Regions from separate parts of the Anas platyrhynchos genome. Here region 1 is linked to region 2. Evidence: chromatin contacts called from public Hi-C data. All regions are on one chromosome and are shown on one strand. The core of a region is the stretch at or near the end of the contact, and the rest is flanking DNA. Distances in the headings are between cores, read along the strand shown.

Region 1 (6,769 bases), core at 3,101-5,600, 39 kb after region 2:
ATATTCAACTTGTTGTCTACCACGACCCCCAGATCCCTCTCTTCTAGGCTGCTCTCCAGCGTCTCATCGCCCAGTCTGTACGTGCAGCCAGGGTTTCCCCGTCCCAGGTGCAGGACCCGGCACTTGCTCTTATTGAACTTCATGCGGTTGGCGATCGCCCAGCTCTCCAACCTATCCAGATCCCTCTGCAAGGCCTTTCCACCCTCATTCGAGTCCACAACTCCTCCAAGTTTGGTGTCATCAGCAAACTTGCTCAAAATGCCTTCTATTCCTACATCCAGATCGTTTATAAAAATATTGAAAAGTACCGGCCCTAAAATGGAGCCTTGAGGGACCCCACTGGTGACCGCCCGCCAGCCTGACGCAGCCCCATTCACCATAACCCTTTGGGCCCTGCCCGTTAGCCAATTGCTCACCCATCGTATGATGTTTTTATTTAGCTGTATGCTGGACATTTTGTCCAGTAGGATCCTATGGGAAACCGTGTCAAAAGCCTTGCTGAAGTCCAAAAAAATCACATCAGCTGGTTTCCCTTGGTCCACCATACGGGTGATCTTATCATAAAAGGAAATCAGGTTAGTTAGGCAGGACCTACCCTTCACAAACCCATGCTGGCTGGGACCAATGACTGCTTTGTCCCCCAGGTGCGCCTCAATACGTTCGAGAACCATCTTCTCCATGATTTTACCAGGCACTGACGTGAGACTGACAGGCCTGTAATTGCTAGGGTCTTCTTTCTGACCCTTCTTGAAAATCGGCACAACATTTGCCAGCTTCCAGTCTACCGGGACCTCTCCAGACTCCCAGGATCGTTGAAAAATAATTGAGAGAGGTTCCGCGATGACGTCCGCCAGCTCCTTCAGCACCCGGGGATGAATCCCATCCGGACCCATGGACTTGTAGGGATCCAGGTGGAGTAGCAGATCCCGCACACGTTCAGGGTCGGTCGGGAGTTTGTCATCCCCACCGTCCCGGTCCTGCAGCTCGGGGCACCCTGGGTCCCGAAGCCCATCATCGGCATTGAAGACAGAGGCAAAGAAGGCGTTAAGCGTCTCTGCTTTGCCTATGTCATCGTCTGTGAGAAGACCTTCCCTGTCAAGGAGCGGCCCTACGTATTCTTTAGTTCTCCTTTTTCCATTCACATATCTAAAAAAACCCTTTTTATTTTCTCTCACAGACACAGCCAGCTTCAACTCTAGGTGTGCTTTAGCCACACGAATTTTCTTCCTACAGACACGAGCAGCATCCCTGTATTCTTTCCATGTCACCCGGCCCTCCTTCCAGTAGCGAAACACTCTCTGTTTCCGCCTAATCTCCATAAGAATGTTCCTGGTCAGCCACGACGGCCTCCTGCCCCGCCTGCCTGACTTGCGATATTTAGGAATGGCCTGATCTTGTGCTTCTAGGAGGCATCGCTTAAAGAGTGACCAGCACTGGTGGACATCAAGGCCTTCAAGAGCAGCTTCCCAGGGGACCTTGCTGACTAGTTCCCCGAGCAGCCTGAAGTCCGCCTTCCCCATATCTAGGGATGAGGTTTTGGTGGCACTTTTCCTTCTGTCACCGTAAATTTTGAACTCAACCACTTCATGGTCGCTATGACCGAGGCGGCCACCAATCACCACATCTCCCACCAGACCCTCTCTGTTTTGGACTCTGTAAGTCCATTTCCTCTATTTGTATTCTGGTTTTTCTTTTGATGCAAAGAAAATCCCCATGCACCATTTATTTATTTATTCCACATCTGAAAAACGATGACAAGATTACCCATCCTTTATCAGCCTTAGAGGGAGACCTGTTCTGAGCAGATTGTGCATGTGTACTTCTAAACGAGCATCTGTTTCATTTGGCAGATTAACCTACAGTTTTCACCACACCGCAGAAGCCTGTGCAGAAACCTCACCCAGAGCCAGAGGAACAGAGGTGGGGCTGCCCCGCTGCCATGACTTCTGCTGTAGTCTTCCAGGCAGTGTCCATGCAATGACTTGCTAAGAAAACTTCTTGTTGCCCACAGGAAAAAGGAGTTGAGAGTAACTAGCAAGGGGAACCAGGGGAAGCCTGAAGGGAAGCACTAAAAAGGCAGGAGGAATGAGTGGTTTTGAGAGGCATTTGGTTGATGGTTTTTATCAGAGATGAGCACAGACAGGAGGAACCAAGTTGGCAGCGAATATTTTAAGAGAAGCTGTAGCAAGGTGGCTACAAATGAAGATTAAGAACAGCAAGGTAATTAGGAGAAGCAGGTTTGGAAAGACAAAGACCTAGTGGGCCTGGTATTATTGACAGAACGGTGGTGTTACTGGGCAAGTGACCACTTTTCATAACAGCTGAAGCATGTATGCTTGTTCTAGTCACACACTGAGAAGAAAGAATATTTCCCACTGGTACTTTGACTGCAAAGGGTCAGGACTTAAACCTGTGTTGAATATCCAGCAGCTGAACAGTTACCACACATCAGCTGAGTTACAATAACTGGTGCTGGTTCATGTAAATGCCATATCATACTGTCTAATTCAGCAGGCAACAAGAAGGATTTAAGTGACTGCTATCATCTTGCATTCCCTTGCTTTGCGATCATAGTTTGTGGGCAGCTTCCACAGCTCAAGGAGCAGATTCCCGCTACTTTGCAGGAATTCTCGTGCCATTATCTTCCCTTAGCCCCATCACATGGTCTACATGGACTTATGCTCTTGTACCTGTCATTCAGGGGGCTAACCAGAATAAACCAGAATATAACCAGAATAAATACACTGGTGCAATTCCTGTTAATAATGTATTATGCTCTTTTAAAGCTATTGCAAATTAGTATAACTCACCCTGTCCTTAGCACAGATATAAGCTTATCTAGTGCCAACTTAATGAAGTCTTTGACAAGGCTGTATTATTTTAAACATAACTCTGTAGTTAGAAAGGTACTACTCTCATATGGGGGTACCACTCTCAATTGTAGGCAAACTGTATTTTTGGTTCATCTCAAGGGGTCTCGTTTAGTCTCTCAGCAGTTAGTCAAGTGTATCAGGTATCTTCTGCTCAGCACGGCAGGCTTCACCCTGCTTCTTAACCATGTACTCTGCACATTTCAAAGGAGTGCATCCATTGCCTTAAAGGCACTGCACTGAATAAATGCCATTTTTTTTCAAGTCTGTATGGAATAAGCAGTTACGCTCACTTAATATTTAAACTTGTGATAAAATTTACATCAATCGCACTAGTATATTTGAAATGGTGTTTTGATTGTCCCATAAACAGACAGAAAACACATTCTAGGGTGCAAGTGGTGCCGAACTACTGTTGCTTCTTGGCAATCAGCAGACTCAACTTTGTGAGCTGCCTGGTTGACTTGCAGCAGTATCTCAGCACCCCAAGCAGCTTCTGGCTAGCTATTACCTCGTCATGAAGCCATGCATTCAATGGGTCGATTTCCTTCACTTTGTAAATTTACAATGAAGGAGCAGTGCACTTTGTGCTACTTTGCATTGATCTATATAAGGTGGTTACTGTGAAACGATCTCAAGTGGGGAATTCAAAGCCCAGCAGGCACTGTGCACCAGTTCCTCACACAGATGCACTTGTTTGACATGACGGATGCCTTTGTTTGCTTTTAACATATTTCACTTCTCATGTGTATTAAGTGAAACCACACAAATGCATACTTATGGCAAAAAAAAGTGCTCCCCCAGGGAAGTGTTGCAGAATAGATCTTCTGCTGTACCTGGTCTGAGCTATTTCTTGTACAGGCAAGTCCTAGGGTGCACATCGTGGCTTTGTCTGCTCTTAATGACTTTAATGGGAGGTTTATTCATTATGTTGTGTGGCCAAATAAGCTAAGGCCAAAGACTCTGTGACAGATGTGTTACTTAATTAGATATGCTTTCAAGTAATTGAGGGACTCTTCAGTTTCTGCTTATGCCTAAATTACTTTTTTTCTGATCCCAAATTTCAATATATATATATTTTTTAGTTTTTTAATTACCTTGTAATCACCAGTATGGATATCAGGGGAACTTTTGTGGTGGAAAGAGTGGTAAGAATTTCCTAGTCAAATTGCTACAAAACCCTTTGGTCTGGCCTTAGGATTAGCTGGCACAGTAATGTGAGTAAGGAGGATTGCAATGCCTCCTGTCTTCAATCAGCCTGCGGCAGGGGATTCCCTTGTGCACTTGCTACAATTTCAAATAAATATTTCCATGCTGCTCTGTGCCGTTCTCACTTCATTAGCGCAATTAAGCAAGGAAATAAGTCTTGTTGCATGGATTTTTTTCCCCATAAAGTTGCTGTATTCAAAATAGAGGCAGGCAGTGAGCAGTCTGTACTGCTGTAATTCAGCAGTTTCAGATAGCAAGTAACACAGAGGACGATAAGAAAGAGTGAGAGGCCTTCAATTGTTTGAATTTCATGTCTCCACTACTACAAAGTATCTCTTGAGTTTGTAATTGTGTCTTTGAAATGTTCTCCAGTACCGCTAGATTTATGTGCATACATTGTCCTCCACAAATTCAAGTTTTAGTACTGCCTTTAACTTCAGTTTTGCCTTTGTAATGCACTGCCTAACAAATCAAATTGCCTCTTAAAAAAAAGCAAAAAAAAAAAAAGCTTATCTTTATTTTAAGAGAAGCTAATATCTATCATTTGAAAGAGGGACTAGGAATTGAGCCTGCAATGGTCTCAGCATTGTAGCATTTTTGTAACAATGTTAAGACATGAGGAATGTTCCATGTGTCTTCTTTCCACCTAACATCCCCAGCATATGCCATAACCATTCCATCCAAATGGGTAAAGCTCCCTTTGCTCTGCGCATCGTTTTTCTTCAGCCACTTTGCTGCATCCCCAGCCTTGCATCAGCAGGTCAGCTCTGAGTCCACTCCAGTATTTACCAGTGGTATTGCAAAAGGATGGGGAGTGTTTCAGTCAGAACTGTTCCAAGCGCTATTTTAGCACGAGAACTTTCTTGGAAAGAGAGCGATTTATCAATGTGAAATCTTTCAGCCAGTTTGGAATACCTGCATTGTACGGAGGCAACATTAGATGCCAAGGGAGCAAGTAGTAAGTTGGATCTCTTAGGACATCACACCACCACCAATGTGGATACCAGCCATGAAAGTGGCAGCAGGAATGTAGCCATGGTTGTCACAAAAACCACCCTGAGCAGCTGTTATTTCTCACAAGAATTATTGGTGGGGTAAGCTCTTCCATTACAGCATCTTCTCTCTGCTAAGGGTTTGTAACATTTACTAATGTTACATCTTTATTCAAGTTTCAAAATGCTGCTGTATTTAAATGTTACCATTTAGTCATTGCTCATCCTAACAATACATTTGGAAACTTCAGCATGGATGTTGCATGTCTGCCACGGGATAAAGAAAACCAGCGTCTCTTTATTCCAACCTTGAACCATAACTAAGCAGTTAATATTGAGCGCATAATACGACCCTTTATTCCCTAGGCCCAGTTACTTCCCTCTAAACGAACACAACATCCTCTTAATGGAGGCACAAATCTTCACGACAGGAGCTCCAACTGCTGATCTACTGGCAGAAAACTGATTAGTAAGCAGTGAGCAGGGTTAGGTTCCTGAAGGGGGGCATCAGTGCCTGGAACCACCTTGAGGGAAGTTGCTGTTCACCTCTGAAATTCTCAGGGCACTGCTTCCCATTCCATTTTTGATACTCATGTCCCAAGAGGAGCATCACGAGGAGAAGGCCCTACAGAAATATCCACTTGCACAATCCCTCTTCTCCAATGGCTGTCGTACGCAAGCAGGTGTGCTTGGAGAGCTCCTGTGGTTCCCCATCATGGGTTCCTGGGTTCCTCGGGGTCTCCCCAGCCAGCACAGGTGCAGGCACCCCACCTGCTGGAGAGGACAGGGTGCAGGCAGATGCCCGGCTCAGCCTGGAGTGCCACCTATTGAATCACCACACGGTTACACGCTTAAATCCAGACACTGCATCTTGAACCACTCCACAAATCAGCGTCTCATTCAAAAAAAGATATGCTTAACTATTTTTTTCCTAATCTGAGGGGATAGCATACATTTTCTGAGCAGTGATCTGCAAAATACTGACAGCCTGTGACAAAACAACAGAATTTCAAAGGGCAGCCCGTGAATTCTGCAGATATGCAATCTCCCAAATATATACATATATATTGAAATCTAAGGCCTACAGTGTATTATTTTATTAAAGCAAATCTTTGAACACCTCCACCCGGCTTGTTAATACTATAGTTATTAAGATTGGAGTGGCACCCAGGCGAATGGAAGTGTTTCACCTGGCTTTTGGTCAGAAATGTTGCATCTTGCCTAGACTACCAGGGCTCAATGCTGGAAGAAGCAAATGGTTTCAGTTCTTTGGGTTCTCAATATATTTGGTGTAAGCAGCATTTTGCGGATCTAGGATAACCAACAACACAATTAATTCCCTGCTTTTTGATTGTTATTTTAAAAGGTTGGGAAGTATTTCAAGCATTCTTTGTATTTCAGATATTAAAGAAAAAAATTACCTGTCTCATTCTGTCTGAGTTTCAGTATTAGGTCTTTTCTACATGTAGACAAAATGTTCTGATTGTTGACCAAGGCTCAGTGCTTTTGGATGAAGACCTGGAAGCAAAAATACATACACAACTCTGTGCAGAACAGGGCACCTGAAGGAAACCATTTTGGGGAGGGAGGAATGAGATCCAGAAGCTAACGATGCCTCCCCTGCTCCAGAAAATGGGAGTGATTGGTACATTCAATAAAGAAAAGAAAACTAACCCTGCCTTCCAGTACAATACCCAG
Region 2 (6,171 bases), core at 1,827-4,326:
AATAATGGGTAATCTTTAAAATTGATTTTAGATGGTTTGAGGCATTACACCAGAGAAGTAATGAGCACTAATGTCAATGATATTGGACACAAATTCATTTTAGCTTTATTTCATGTCCAGTACAATTCTGCTAAGCCTTGAACTGCTAAAGCCCTGTTATTAACTCAGCGGTAACCTAACACAGGGAACAGCAAACAAAAGTGATAAGAGTACAGACTGATCAGGACCTCAAGGCTACCGTCCTTTTTCTGCAGCTATAATTCAATTTCCAATTTTACTTTACATTGGACTCATTATTTCACAGTCATTTTCTTCTCTGCTTCACAGTGCCATCTGGAGGTGGAAAGAGTGAAGGGAAACCGAGGGGATGAAATTCAATGTGCACAAGGCTAATCCCACATGCGCGTTTTGGGGGCGGGCTGGAGGATACCAAACACACAAAGCATTCTGCAACGCATTTAAAGCCCTCCTGCAAGCAAATATACCCACACCTTTCACCCAGTCACATACCCTTGAAACGTTTCTTCCTTCTTTTAATTAAAACATAACTTCTGCTCCCCCCCCTCACCTGAACCAACAGGTTGGATCGCTTTTTAATTGCATCCTTCAAGCGATCAACATGAAAAATAAATGCTGTGCTATCCGTAAGGGTTACATTTTCCTGTTGGAAATGCTCCCGTTGCAAGGAAACGACCACACGTTTGTCACCAGATGCTGTGGTGGCATTAAGTGCTGGTACAGCAGCCGCCCTTCAGGGCCTTTGCTGTCCCAGGGACACGTTGTGGGAGCTGGTGGGAAAAGCAGGTTTGGCTCCAAGGCCTTCAAAATGAGGAAGGCAGGAGAAAAGGCTGAATGCCCTGATGTTACTACTCGGATACACGTGTGTGGTGTGAACTCAACCAGTAGCAGAGTGCTTCTCGAGGAGTTTTACTGCAGCGGGTGTCAGTGCCGAGCCGCAGTTGCAGCGAGTGGCATCGCTTCTCCCCGCAGCCGTGCTGCTGCAGGAGTCACGGCTCCCTCTGCTAACTCCTACAAGCTGCCTGGCCGCGTTCAAGGGAACAGCAGACTTTCTATGCATGCCTAGAATAAGAATGCAAGGCTAAATCCTGCAAGTCTTCATCACATCAGTAGTCATTACTTGTCAGAGATCTCACTCCTCTCTGCCAGATTGCTCACATGCATAATGACTGCTTATGTGATTAAGGGGGCTGCAGGATAAGGCTCTACGTTTGAATTACAGATAATAAAATCATTTTTTATTCGTGGCCATGCGGATCTCTGTTTGTAAGCTTTCAGTAAACGCCCGTGATCTCTAGACCTTTAAAGAAGAAGGGCAGAAAAGGCGACTTTCCGACCCGAAGAAATAACGTCATTTTTGAGGAAACGCCGGGCAGTACACGAGGAGCATTTCTCCTTCCCCATGTTACAGCAGAGCATTTACAAAAGACAAAACATGTGCTTTGTCTTATTTGGACGGGGTCCAAAATCTGGTTTTCTTCAACATGATTTTATTAGGTATATTATACACTGCTCTGCTGGAGGAGAGCAACATATGGCCGAACAGTACAACTTAATCCTAACTAAAGATTTCCTGTATCTACTGTAACCTAATACAATGACAGATGCACACTTGTATGTGTGTGGAAGGTTAACACTCCGATTTTGTTTTCAACAAATTTACTCTGCCCATTTACATCATATCACGAGGGAAAGGGGAAAATAAAACTTGAGAGACAGCAGATCACAGCCTGGGCTGTGGTGCCCTCTATTGAACATCCGCTCAGCCTCTCGCAGCGAGCGCAGGGCTCCGCAGTAAACAAAGCTTCATTTCCTCCTTTTAAAAAGCCTACTGTGTCTCCTCATTCATTTTTTATAACAGAGGAAATGTTACTGATAGCAAGCAACTGTGAAGCAACTGTTTAGGATCTGATAATGAATACATTTAGGAATTAACCGACACATGCCTGCAAAGCATTATTCACTTCAATGGATTTGCTGCCCTCGCCAGAGAGGAAATAGTTTCAAGGTTTTGCTCGGAACAGCTCCACTGGAAAGAGGTGGCCACCATCCACTGGAGGAAATCCTACCTGCCCCACGGCCACCAGTGCTGCCACCTGTTCTGCGCTGACGAAGGAGCCTCTGAGGCCCTGGCAGGCTGGGATCCATCCTCCTCGGAGCCAGTCTCCCACTTTCCACATCTGCCTGTCCCCATGGGGACTTCTCAACACTTACACCAGCTTCTGCTTGTGGGACTGCAGGAAATCTAAATCCCAAAGTTAAACCTGTGCAGCTAAACAGGGCTGAAAGCAAACAAGATCTTACAGAACCCAGCATTATAAGGTAGTTTTAATTTTGACCTCCAGTTTAAGAATAAGCTTTTCCAGTGAATCTATCCTCAAATCCATGAGGATACCTACCAGAAAAAACACACATCATTTTCCTTATTCTTACAAAGTAATTCATAATTGAAAATGGGCTGGCTGGCTTCCGTTAATGCAAATGGGTTTTTGAAATATTAAATTATGCCCAGACAAGAAGTAAGCCTTACAGCTCTTCATCATTCAGAGATAATAACCTATAAGACAAGCAGGTCCAACCCTGTATTTGTGTGGTAAAGCCAAACCAAAACTCAAAACCCACTTCCAGGCTTCACCAAACTCTAAGGCTTTGGTTTAGTTTCCAGCTGTCGGCATGCTCAGCATGAAGAAGCTACAAAAAGGCCCATTCTAAGTGCCTCAGCGTGCTACCTAGTTCTGTGAAGGAGGACAAGAGGACTCTATAGCTGCCTACATACAGGTGATGTGAAGGTGTTCCCAGGATAAAAGACAGGAACTGACACTTCTGGCATGTGGCTACCGTCCTGGCAGAGGCTGCAGCAACCTTCTCACACTGAGCAACGGGCAGGAACAGAAAGGGTTTAAAATCTGAACTCCATTGTCAGGTATGGCTCGGATCCTGATGCTCTCACAGCGTACTGAATATAGCTTGGGTTCCTGTATCACCTTGACAGATACACATAGGTTAGGATCCAATTCCTTCCCTCTGTCACAAAGAAATATCAGCGAAGGCTGTGAGCTTGTGCACGATGACTGCTGCCACTGCTGGGGGGAATGAGGCACTCAGTTTTGTGGTTCTGAGCAATGCAACTGTGTTCTGGCTCCTTTCCTACTCCCTTCCCAATATACCAGGGAGGTCCTGCCTTCCCCTGTCGCTGCCACACCAGAGAACTTGTAGCATCCATACCCGGACTTCATGTAAAATCAAGTCTGTCTTTATGTTTTTATATACACTTCTTTTTTCTTCTGCCTTTGCATAAGCTATATATATACACTCTCTATATAAACTGCCAATATGTAAAGGCAGAAGAAGTGGGATGGTGTCAGCAGTATTAGCTGGAGCAAGTCCAAAATCAGCAGTGATCACATGCAAGATTTAAAGACAATGTGCTCATCAATGAGTTCCACAAGAGAAAGAAATCACAACCTTTGGTTCAGACTTATTAAAAAAAAAAAAAAAAAAAAAGCATCATGGCAGCCTAGTTCAGCCACTAAAAAGATGCCTTCTATAAATAGCAGTACATCAGACATGCCAGCCAGCAGAGGGCAATGGTACGGCACATAATTTGCCAAGCCAATTCATCACAACACAACTGTATCTCTGAAAATTCCTTCCAACTATTCCCCCGGGCTGAGAGAAAAGCCGACACCTTTCCAAATGGCATCCAAGTTCAAACATTTAAATCATCCCCTTACGACAGAGATGCCTCTTTTCTCACTCCTGGACTAAGAGCAGTAAGGTAACATGCTCAACGCGCTGTCATTTTCTCCTGTCAGTACCCATTTAAGACACAGACATCCACAAAATTGGAGAGTGATGATCTGTTTTTAGAGAATCTACCTCTGTGTCTTGTCTTCTGAAGCACTGACAGCAGCTGTAAATATTTCTGATGCTGCAGTATTGTCCCGTGTTAACAGATGAGCCTCTTCACTATTTTAATATATGAGTGATTTTGAAAACGTGCTGCTCCGTGGGGCAGCACACCTAAGGCTGTGTAAGCACCGCTAAAAATTGCTCAGACACAGGGACATGAACTACCTGTGGTCTGACTGGCCATTAGTGCTCTCTCCCCTGGAAGCACCATCACTAGTTCACTGTCTTTCTCTTGTGAGGTGAAGAATTAAACACTAATCCTTTTCTGCTTTCCTTTCCCCATCTTGTAAGTCCTCAACCAGCATGTAGTGACCATCCCTTTGGCACAGATCCCATATATAACTGTACACACAAATATTCCTGCAGCTCCCACAATGGCTAGCTCCTCCTGCCTTCAGTTATTTAGCCTAACATGCATGCCTTAGGATCAATCATTTATCATCTGTTAGGGAAACCTGTAATTATAATATACTGAGTGGAAAAACAGTGGTCCAGTATTCCCCCTGCCCCCCGACCACAAGGCCTAAAACCTACTTAAATGATTATTTTTTCCTTTGCTTACGCAGTTCTGATTCATGGAAACACTGATAATAAAAGAAGACGAATATCTCTGTTCTGTTTTACCATGCCCTTAACCCAAACAGTGGCTAAAGCAACCTCAAAACTCGCTCACAGTTCCTGCTGTAGCAACTCTGAACAGATCTGCACTCATAGCAGCAGTGGCAGGATATTAAGAGAATGGCAGAGAAAGCAGAAGATTACACCGACAAGGTCTCTGCCACTGCATGTGATAAAGGGGTTACAGCATTGCAGTACTAAAACTAACACTGTGCCTCCTTCTAACTCAAGTCAGAGGCTAGCTAAGACTGCACTGCTCCTTTACACTACCTCTTTACATAACCACACAGATGAATGATCTTATACAGACTGCAGCTGTAGTGAAAATATCACAGCTGCTAGAGCTTGTTTATGTCAGTGGGACTGGTAAACACGGTAATTGGAATTATAAGAAGTGTACGTGTTAGGAGATCTCACTGTAAAACTTACCCAAGCCCCCAGTGTTTTAGCCCACAAGGTTCATTAAAGAGGTGTTCATTTTCCATGAATATCCAGATGGAAAGAAGTCTATTTCTTTTATAAGAACATCTAGCTCTTTCTTGGAAGCTATAAATAGACATCACTATGAAAGACCTTTCAACCTTAGTTCTGAATCACAATTCAATATAAATCCAAAGCTATTAATTTTAATCAGTCAATGAAACACAATAGAAAAGACCAAGTTGAGGCTTCCGTGCAACCGGCAGAGCTGAAGGCATGTATGTGAAATATGACTTTGTGCAAATAGAGCAAAAAATAAAACCAAATGAGTTGCCTATCTAGACGACCACAAGGTGGCTCTCACGCACCGGAGATGAGTTATGTTCAATCGGAAAATTGATGACATCATAAAAATGCCAACGTCTCTGCGATAAGCTGTACTTACTTTTCCAGGAATTCTTGCAGACCCTGCCGACGATGGTCCACGTGATGCGGATTGTTCATATTGAAAAAGGGAGTTTTAGATGGCAGTTCGGGTAACTGTCTTTATAAACAACAAGCAAACACACAGTTAAAACCAAAACCGAAACAGCGGAGAAAAATGCTGCAAGAAAATGCCAACCCCAAGCATTTGAAATTCATGAGCCATGTTCCAGAAGCTCAGGAAACTGAATTTGAGAATGCACAGTTAAGAAAATGGGGGGCTTCTGACACAACTTGAAAGGAAAAATAACTCAGATTTTTCTGGTCCAGTTGTTAGGCCTGCAGGCATGCCTGGCTAGGTCATTTACAGCCCTTGGAGAACCTAACCACATCCTAGGTACACTTGTGCTGTTGTTACCAGTCAGTTTAAGCAGAACAACCTCAGCTCAACATGGCCTAGGAGTCTGCCTTGCCCAGATTGTCCTTTCTGCTACCTGTATGTAGCAAAAGGAAAAACAGCAGCTCAGATCTGTTAGAAATTAAAACAGGGACTCACCAAACAAAGGCCATCAGTACAAATCACTTTTTCTGGATTTAAAGCAGAGAAAATGCCTTGTACAGAATAAACTTGAATGACTGCAAGGATGTACTTGTACAAATGCAGGATACTTTCTAGTTCTCATTTTTACTGTTCTCAGAATTAAGGTAAAACAATGCTCCTCTTTCACGTGTTACTGACAGATGGTTAAGTAGATATCTAATGAAACAAACCAATCATAA

The links. A called contact is a pair of places that touch in the nucleus more often than the background predicts.
Region 1: a contact with region 2 is called in a Hi-C map of skeletal muscle, with 7 times the contacts expected there. The contact joins two enhancer-like sites. A contact is called at or near these places in 3 of 8 Hi-C or Micro-C datasets (liver, skeletal muscle and subcutaneous adipose tissue).

The regions. Positions count from the first base shown.
Region 1 is chr2:124,921,506-124,928,274 of IASCAAS_PekinDuck_T2T, forward strand. No RefSeq gene overlaps it. Among named protein-coding and RNA genes, the nearest start is that of SNX10, 9.7 kb to the left of the region's middle. Within about 2 kb of position 4,351, at least 1 of the 8 cell types and tissues checked has an H3K27ac peak or open chromatin away from gene starts, as enhancers often do.
Region 2 is chr2:124,883,960-124,890,130 of IASCAAS_PekinDuck_T2T, forward strand. It overlaps SNX10 (sorting nexin 10), which reads right to left. Exons shown (of 7, transcript XM_027450965.3): 5 at 5,414-5,512. Among named protein-coding and RNA genes, the nearest start is that of SNX10, 28 kb to the right of the region's middle. Within about 2 kb of position 3,077, at least 1 of the 8 cell types and tissues checked has an H3K27ac peak or open chromatin away from gene starts, as enhancers often do.